2 separate regions of the Mus musculus genome follow, and region 2 is linked to region 1. A link is a contact called in public HiChIP or PLAC-seq data. All regions are on one chromosome and are shown on one strand. Each heading gives the region's core, a stretch centred on a gene start, on an enhancer-like site or on the middle of the called end of the contact. The rest is flanking DNA. Distances are from core to core; before and after follow the strand shown.

Region 1 (4,428 bases), core at 1,052-3,551:
TCAGTTTCACTGGCGGCTCTAGGTAATGCTGGAAGTGATGGCAAAAAAGGGACACTTAGAATCCAGACACTTGATGGCTATTCCAAACAAGCACTCAAACGGAAAATAAAATCAAAACACCAAAAGTTGCCCACATAAAACAATCCCCTTTTCTTTGAATGAACCATTTGCAAATCAGACAAACACGTCTTCTTACCCAACGGAAGCCGTTAATTACTAAGTCACTAGAACTGTTGACTGCTGGATAGAAATGAGTCCATCCAAAGTCTGTGTGCACATGGGCCGCCTTGCATCGGTGGCATTAGATTACACAAAAGCTGATCATCTCAGGATACATTTCAGTGTAACTGGAATCAATACCAAGAAATGATACTAGAGGACTGGATGTTAACATTTAAGCATCTGGGGCTCTGCAATCTGTGTTTGTGTGAACAAGCAAATATTTTTGGATGGAGAAGGGTGGTATCCACAAAGCCCCCATGAACAAACCATGTCAGAGGATGAAGGTGGCCCCTGAAAACAGATACTGCAGCCCAGTCCCCTGACTCCCCACGTTTCCTCAGTGATCTTAGCACCATAAAAAATGGCACAATAGAGGCTGGCAAGATGGCTCAGCGGTTAAGAGCACTGACTGCTCTTTTGAAGGTCCTGAGTTCAAATCCCAGCAACCACATGGTGGCTCACAACCACCCATAATTGAGATCTGACTCACTCTTCTGGTGTGTCTGAAGACAGCTACAGTGTACTTACATATAATAATAAATAAAGCTTAAACAAAATGGTACAAAACACGCTCCAGAATGTTTTTTGCACACTTGAATACTTTCTTAAAAAGTTTGAAGTGTCTTGGCAAAATGCCTGGCAGGCAAAGATACTAGATTTCAAACCCGGAGCCCTGAGTTAGATCCCCAGACCCACATGGTATACGAATAAAATTGACCCTCTCGACCTCTACATCCATCCTGTGGTGCCCATGCTCCGTACAAACACCCAATGTAAATTATTTTGAAAGTGCAGACCACTTGAACATAGAATGAAATTGTTTTTACAAAGAAATTTAAAGTATGAAAGTAAACAACTTAATTTGTTTTTAAAATACAATTTTTGGAAGGGCTGTGAGAAATGGCTCCGTGGTTAAAGCACTGGTTGCTCTTCTACAGGACCAGGCTCCATTACTAGCATCCCGAGGTGGCTGAAAACTGTTTGTAACTCCAGTCCCATCAATCAGATGCCCTCTTCTGGCCCTCTTGGGCACCAGGCACAGGTGTGGTACACAGACATATATGCAGGCAAAACACTCATGCACATAAAAACATTTTTAAAAACACATAGAAAACTAGAGAATCGTTGTGATGTAGTAAAAAGAACAATTTAAGAGAAATATATAGCTACACCACCAGAGGTATAAGCACACTAATAAATATTATTTCTACTAATTATTAGAGAATTTCATACACGTGTACAATCTATTTCAATAACATCCACTCCTTATCCCCTCCCTCATCTCCTCCCAGTCCCGCCCCATTCCAACTTCATCCCCCTTTTTAAAAGTTATTTCCCTTCTGACCTAAATCTCTATGCTGTATAATAGCTTTTTTTTTTCTTAATGGATTCGAAGTTTCTTTTTCCCTACCTACTTAGAAAGGTAACATTTAGAAGTTAAAAAACAAGTCAACTTTTCTGAACTAGTCGCCAGTGGGGAGTCTGTCTGTCCCCTTCTGTGAAGACTGTCTTCTAGGTATCTACAGAGCATGCCAGCTCATGAACCAGACAAAAGTCTTACCCTTCTAATACAGAGACCAACACAAAGGGAAATAAAAAGGGAACAAAGTGCTGGAAATGGGGTCTGTCTTAAAGACAATAATCTCAGGGGCCCTCCCAAGAAAGCCCCCTCTAAGCATACACCCAATAGCTTGGGCTGCTCAGGGCACTGTAGGCAAGCAGGTTTTCACCCCAAACATGAGGCTCCCAGGTCACGCTGTGCTGTGATTTGATTCAAATTGTAAAGGTCTTCTATAGAAATGAGCAGAGTGCACCGGACAATGTGTGGGATGAAGGCTGAGCTGTCTGTGAGGGTGAAGAGGGAGGCGGTTCTGGCTAGAGGAGGAGACAGCTTATATGTAAATATGACTGGGGAAGGAGCTGATCTAGAAAGGTGAAAGAATCCAGACAGTAGGAAGATTAAGGGACAGGAAGAGCTCCTTCACCAAGCCCCAGTTTACATTCCCCACTGACTTTAGACACAACTAATAAATCCACAGTAAAGACTGCCTGCACAGCAATTCTACTCTTTCCTGAGCAGCATCACAACAGGAATAAGGCAGCTAATGAACAGTCAGCCAGCAGCAGTTAAGGCAGCAGTTAAGCCAGAAGAATGCTATAAACTTCTATAACTTTCTAATACTCCATCTACTGAGCCATCTGTCCAGCCCCAAGCTTATCTTTCTGAATGCCTACACTTGAAATCTGCCCACGGTGTTTACTGCTTCTTAATATTGAGTCACCCTGATTCTGATCTAACCTGCAATTCTCTTCTGTGACTTACGATCCCAGCTACACAGGAGTCAACAACGTCTCTAGAAGCAACTCCTCAGACTGCCCAGCAGGAGTGCTGGGCTGCGTCTCCTCATTGCAGGATGGGGCCAGGCCTGCTGCCTGCAGCACTCAATCCTTTCCAGGAGTGATGAGAAAATCAACAAAATATAAAAGCCAGGAAGCTTTTCTTGGGGCTTAACATATAATGTGGGTATTTTCCTCTCTGTTTATTTCCTGCCTGCAGCTATGTTTAGAGGGTCGCTGACAGCGTTCAACCAACTACTAAATAATTAGGTGTTGCAGCCTATTTGATCACACTGTGAATCCCAAGATTGTGTTATTTACTGAAAAAACCCTGTTTCTAGTTGTGGTGTGGCTCAACCTTAGCACACACCTTTCATCCCTCTGGCTGGAATACAGACACATCCTTACTACACACCTTTAGTCCCAAACAATGAAGGTAACATTAGTTTGTAGAAGGAAGCACCCATGTTTGAAAGTGATGTCTAATTGAATGGCAGAAAAAGTGATGAATCAGAGAAAGTTTTGACAGAATAGGATATGCCCAGCTCTCAGAAGAGAGAGGAAAGGGAAGCTACTTAAGAGAGCAGGAGAGAGAGGGGGGGGGGGAGGGAGGGAGGGAGGGGAGAGAGAGAGGGGGGGGGCAGTTTTAAAAGAGGACAATCAATCCCAGCACTCGGGAGGTAGAGGCAGGAGGATTTCTGAGTTCGAATCCAGCCTGGTCTACAAAGTGAGTTCCAGGACAGCCAGGGCTACACAGAGAAACCCTGTCTCAAAAAACAAACAAACAAACAAACGAACAAAAAAGAGGACACTCACACAGAGACAGGTTATGGGAAGAACAAGTTAGATACAGGTGAAGACAGAATGAGCCAGCGAATGAGAAGGAGCCAGAAGATTGGAACAGGTTGCTAGGGTTAGTGTGAAACCAAGTAGAGCAATTCAGGAGAAAAGAGCAAGAAGCCAGATTGAATCAAGTCAGATTGGAGAGGAATTTTGAGCTAAGACAGCTGAGTTGAACCAGCCAGGTAGAGATGAAAAAGAACTACATAAGGGTGAACTTATTCAGTAGCCAAGTCTCAGAGGCTGAAAACATTCTAGGCCTAGATAAGATTGCATGGAGGCTGGAAGCTTCCAAGACCAGGCATAGGTTAGAAGACAGAGGTAGTAAACCTCGGAGACAGCAATTACATCAGGCAAACAAAAGATAATTTTACAATTCAGGCTTTTACTAAGCTTTATTTATACTGTATTCTTCGAGACAATTCAGCACGATGTTTGAAGGCTTAATAGTGAAATGGGTCTTGACATCTGAGGTTTAGATCTTCTCCCTGTCTCTCCATCTCAGCAAAGAGCCCTCCCTCGTGACTGCCCATCACTGAGGCTGAGTCGTCAGGCTTTCCTTTACAAAGGCTTAATAAATACTACTATTCCATCTAGGTCACTGACAGGATACCCATGGGATGTCCACACACACAACCACACAGAGATGGCAGAAGAAACTGCCATCAAATGGCAGTATACGCATGCAACAGGTTGCCTCTTGCCAAATGCACACATGTCCCTCTGGTGGGGGTGGGGAAGCCTTCCTCCTGGCTCTGTAGGTTGTCACTTATTGCTCCATTCCACCTCCAGCAGCATGGTCAATGACCTGCGGCATTACACAGGGTTATTTTATCATAAAACAGGCACTTTAACTAGGGGTTAGGGAAATGAACAGGGAGTGTATTAGGTAATTCTGGAACAAACCATATCTTAGGAAGGATCAGGCCAAGAGCAAGCAGAACAAGAAGGCAAGCAAGAAAACATTGGGTCTCTGCAGAGAGGTGCTAGGAGATAGAAGGAGCCTCAGTGTGCCAAAGAGAAGTTGAC
Region 2 (4,428 bases), core at 1,420-3,919, 34 kb after region 1:
AAATGGTTACTAGGTTCAAAAGATGGGTCAAGTAAAGCAGTAAGTTATAGACATGTAGAATTCTTCAGGAATGTAGTCGTTAGAACGACGATTGCGGGCTGGTGAGATAGCTCGGCGGGTAAGAGCACTGACTGCTCTTCCGAAGGTCCTGAGTTCAAATCCCAGCAACCACATTGTGGCTCACAACCATCCGTAATGAGATCTGACGCCTTCTTCTGGTGTGTCTGAAGACAGCTACAGTGTACTTACATACAATAATAAATAAAATCTTTGGGCTGAAGTAGGCGGAGGTCCTGAGTTCAATTCCCAACAACCACATGATGGCTCACAGCCATCTGTACAGCATACAATGTATGCATATACATAAAATAAATAAATAATAAATCTTTAAAAAAAAAAAGACGATTGCTTCAACCTTGCAGTGGAAATCACTGGAACTGATTTTCATGCCAATGTTATACATGCCTAATAGTACTTCAATTAAACCACTTTTACTTGTATTTATTTTAATCTATAGTACCTACATAGACAGGGCGCTCCATGCAGCCACATTCTTACTCATATAGAATGAAAAGGAATGGGAGACCCCACTCTAGCTACAGCTATGCACCACTAAGAGAAACACACGCATACATGCACACACAAATACACATACGCACTCGTGCACACAGAAAACAAACTAAAGTGAAAATATAAACTAAATTTCCACAAAAATCCCTTTGGCTTTCTAAATACCTAAAAGAATATAAGACTTCTTTCAAACAAATAGGTAGGAGTGACTCAAAGAACTAAAGTATAACCAAAACCTTTTCCAATAAAACATCCCTGACCTTATGACAGAACCCTTACGTTAAAATGTCTTTAAACAGTCCCACTGAACAAACATTAGAAAACAGTTTTGCATAGGAGGCAACAAAATGAACCAGCCAGTACCCCTAGACCTCCCAGGGACTAAACCACCAACCAAAGAGATCAAATGGAGGGACCCATGACTCCAGCCACATATGCAGCAGAGGATGGCCTAGTTGGTCATCAATGGGAAGAGAGACTCTTGGTCCTGTGAAGGTTCTATGCTCCAGTGTAGGGGAATGTCAGGGCCAGGAAGCGGGAGTGGGTGGGTTGGGGAGCACGGGGAGGAGGGAGGAGATAGGGGGTTTTTGGAGGGGAAACCTGGAAAGGGGATAACATTTGAAATGTAAATAAATATCTAATAAAAATAAAAAATAAAAAATCATCAGTTTTGGAATCAGAATCTGTCTGATCGAGTTTGGAATTGTGGGTGGAAAAGGAAACATGATAAATACACTAGAGATGTTTGTCTCTTGGACACTTGCTATATAATTCGTGAAGGGATGAAGCCTGTAAAAATATTAACAAAATAAAATCTTTGAAAATTATGACTGTATTTCCAATTGACTTACACCCATTTCAAACCCTCGATTCCTCTTAGATTCTGATTTTAAATGCACATTTTTGCCCTAAATCTTTAACAGAGCTAACATTTCCTTACAACAAAAATCAAACTATTTTTTTTAATTAGACTGTTGTAAGATACAAGTAATCACCCTTTTAAAGATTATGTAACTTCTTTCTAAATCATGTTGTTACCACTAACTTCTACCCAATGTGACAAAACAGAACTGTTATACGTCCATCTGTTAATAAAGATGAAAATTATTTCTTAATTTAAGAGAAGTGTGTTGCAAAAGTGGCTTTCTGACTTCATGCTAAGCCAAAACCACCCATGCAAGTCACAGCATAACAACGTATAAACAGCCTACAGTAAGGGCAAAGCAAGAATCCCAGACTTTTTTTTTTTTATGTTGTTGACTTTTCTCAATCCCTTAATGTTTTCTGGGTCTGACTGTTAGTACACATTATCCAGGTTCCACTGGAGACCTTGAACGCATATTCACAACAACCGGGTTCATACCGCGCTCCTTGGGAAGAGGAGTCCATATGAACCGCCATCAAGAATAGCCGATCTAATGAGCAAACACAGTACAAAAGAAAGAAAAGGAAAAAGAAAAGAAAGAAAAAGGTCTATTGCCATCCTTCTCTAATCCCGCCTCGTACTTTTATTCATTCTGTGGTTAAATAAGTTACTCTTACTTTAAGAAAAACGGCAATAATGCTTTGGGGATGGATTTTTTTAGGACATAAATACTACACCGAAGCTGAAATAAGTTGCTCTGAGCAAGTTGTGGACCCCATTCATTTACATACAACCAAATGAAGATACACCCACTTGTATTCCTATCGTGGAGCTGTAACCAGGGAGTCTGCAGCAGGAAGGGTAGATCTTAAATCCCAAATACAGCTACTTCCCTCTGGGCGCCTAAAAACGCGGTGGCTCTTCACGTAAGCGGATCCAGAGATGCAAGCTCCGCAACTCCAGAGGTGCGGTAATTCAAAAGAAGCCTGCCACTCACAAGTGCATCTCCAGGAGGAGGCAGGGCTTGGGTGCTAGAAACCTACTCGAAACCCGCTGCACTTCACCGAGGTATCCGAACAGCCCCAGAAAGGCTGTTCCACGCAGATATCGAGACTAAGGAGCAAACCAACGAAAAGGAACCGCGGTCGCCGAACCGCCTCCCGCGAAGATCCAGGCTAACAGCAGGGAGGCTCACCCGCAGGCGCTCAGGTTCCCGGGAAGGCGGCGCGCTGTATGTGGGCGGGGCCATGCCGGTGGGCGGCGCTGGAAGGCGGGGGGCGGAGTTGGTTAGAGGGCGGGATGAAGCGAGGCTGCTGGACGGAGCGGAAGCTCGAGGGGCGGAGCCATCTTGCGAGGGTGGAGCGAAGGGGCGGGCTCACCTTGCGCGGAGCGCAGGCAGGCGCGCGCTGCGTCGCGTCTCCTCGCCTGAGGGCCTCGGCTCTGCGGGCCCAGCCGCTCTACGCCCTCCTCCCGCGTCTCTCCTCCCTCGGCCCGGCCACCCCAGCTCCGCTGAGGACACCAACAGCTGCACGCAGCGCCTCAGCACGCGCCGCCTCCCCATCTTTGGTGGCGGTCGTCTCTGACCATGCGGTCCCAGGCTGCAGCCGGGTCATACCGGGAGCCACCCCCTGCCTGGCCTTTACCAAGATGGCTGCCCCGGAGGACAGAGGCGCAGAGGCCTCGAGGCCATCTTGGTAAAGTCCGCGCAGCGAGCAGAACTGATACCGCAAAGCTCTCTGACCAGTTTGGCTCCCAGCCTTCCAGGTCACGTGAGCTCATTCCTTGACAGTTGCTAAACCCAGAAGAATCTGGTTGCCCAATGTGCCTGTCGTGGCCCACTATGTACAACAGCACTGACAGTCTTGACTAAAGAGCTCGGTTACAGACACTGATTATATATAGTGAGTACTGAGTATAAATGGCTCCACTACCTTGTGTACTCAGTTACATTTTAAATTATGTCAGCCTTCGGCATATAATGTTCTAAATGTCTGGCTTTTTGAAATCTCAGGATAAGATCAAAACATAAAATTACAATTCTGAAATTCTTAACTGGTTGAAATTATTTCAAGAGATAACTTGCAAAGTCATACAGAATTCAATGGTAAATAGATAGGCTGACAGTTTAAATACTCTTGAAGGTCTTTGTGAGATATATTCATAGACCAGAACTAAATAGATTGTGTCTGAGATTGTGTTAGCAAAAAGAAAAGAAAGACCAGGCATTAGTACAGATACGCTAGGAATATGCAAACCAAACTATAATGCATTTAGAAAGTGACTATAGCTATCTAATACTGCAGGACACTATCGATGTATACTTGATTTCCTCAGGGTAGTTTGCAGTTGTAACTGATTGTTTTCCTTTTGCTAGTTTTAAGTGTAAAACTAGCAAAAGTTTAAAGTTTATTCCTGATAGCTCTTTTGCGCCTGGGTGGGGCTGAATAATTCTCGACATGCATTAGCAAATTTTAAAAAAGAAGGGAAGACACACTTCAAATTCAACCCCAAAGGACAGACTGCTATTACTGCTTCGATTCCTAGCATCCTTGCTAGGGAACTTTAAACATGTCATTTCTTGCCCTTATTCCATCAGTCACTGTGAACACATTTTATATACACAAAAAATGGGTCTGCATTGTCATGCTGTTTGGATAAATTTCTGATACAATAATGCTTAAATCATTTGACTCTTCTAAGAAGAAATATTCTGGGTTTCACAACCACAATAGCATTTTCATACAAAAGTAAAAGGTTTAGTTTGACATGCCGCCATGTTCACAGAGTAGTTACCTCAGCACAAGATATGAGTCTATGAGTCAGAAAATGAAAATGGAGTGCCTCTTAGCATGGTGGAGAGAGGAGTCCTCAGGGAGCTAGTGTTTTAGATAAGCAAGGCCAGTGTGTGTCGGGAAGGATCACAGTATGCAGTAAGGTTTGTTTTCCCAACCCAGCAAACACTACAGAAGTTTCAGAACTATGGAAGAATTCGT

What was found. HiChIP or PLAC-seq counts read pairs in DNA pulled down with a chosen protein or histone mark.
Region 2: a contact with region 1 is called in an H3K27ac HiChIP or PLAC-seq map of embryonic stem cells, with 11 read pairs. The contact joins the promoter of Napepld here to the enhancer-like site in region 1. A contact is called at or near these places in 10 of 39 promoter capture datasets (the 3T3-L1 cell line, 3T3-L1-derived adipocytes, the C10 cell line and 7 more), 1 of 15 datasets of contacts at CTCF or cohesin (CD8 T cells), 29 of 484 Hi-C or Micro-C datasets (B cells, CD4 T cells, CD8 T cells and 20 more), 15 of 115 datasets of contacts at active chromatin or transcription factors (CD8 T cells, the SCID.adh cell line, acute myeloid leukemia and 8 more) and 3 of 9 other capture datasets (adipose tissue, liver and pancreatic islet).

The regions. Positions count from the first base shown.
Region 1 is chr5:21,665,335-21,669,762 of GRCm38.p6, forward strand. Napepld (N-acyl phosphatidylethanolamine phospholipase D) reads right to left here. Exons shown (of 5, transcript NM_178728.6): 5 at 1-28. Among named protein-coding and RNA genes, the nearest start is that of Gm51277, 6.4 kb to the right of the region's middle. Within about 2 kb of position 2,302, at least 21 of the 459 cell types and tissues checked have an H3K27ac peak or open chromatin away from gene starts, as enhancers often do. A contact at or near this core is called in embryonic stem cells, granulosa cells and uterus, where this site is marked.
Region 2 is chr5:21,698,727-21,703,154 of GRCm38.p6, forward strand. It overlaps Napepld (N-acyl phosphatidylethanolamine phospholipase D), which reads right to left and starts at 2,670. Exons shown (of 5, transcript NM_178728.6): 1 at 2,479-2,670.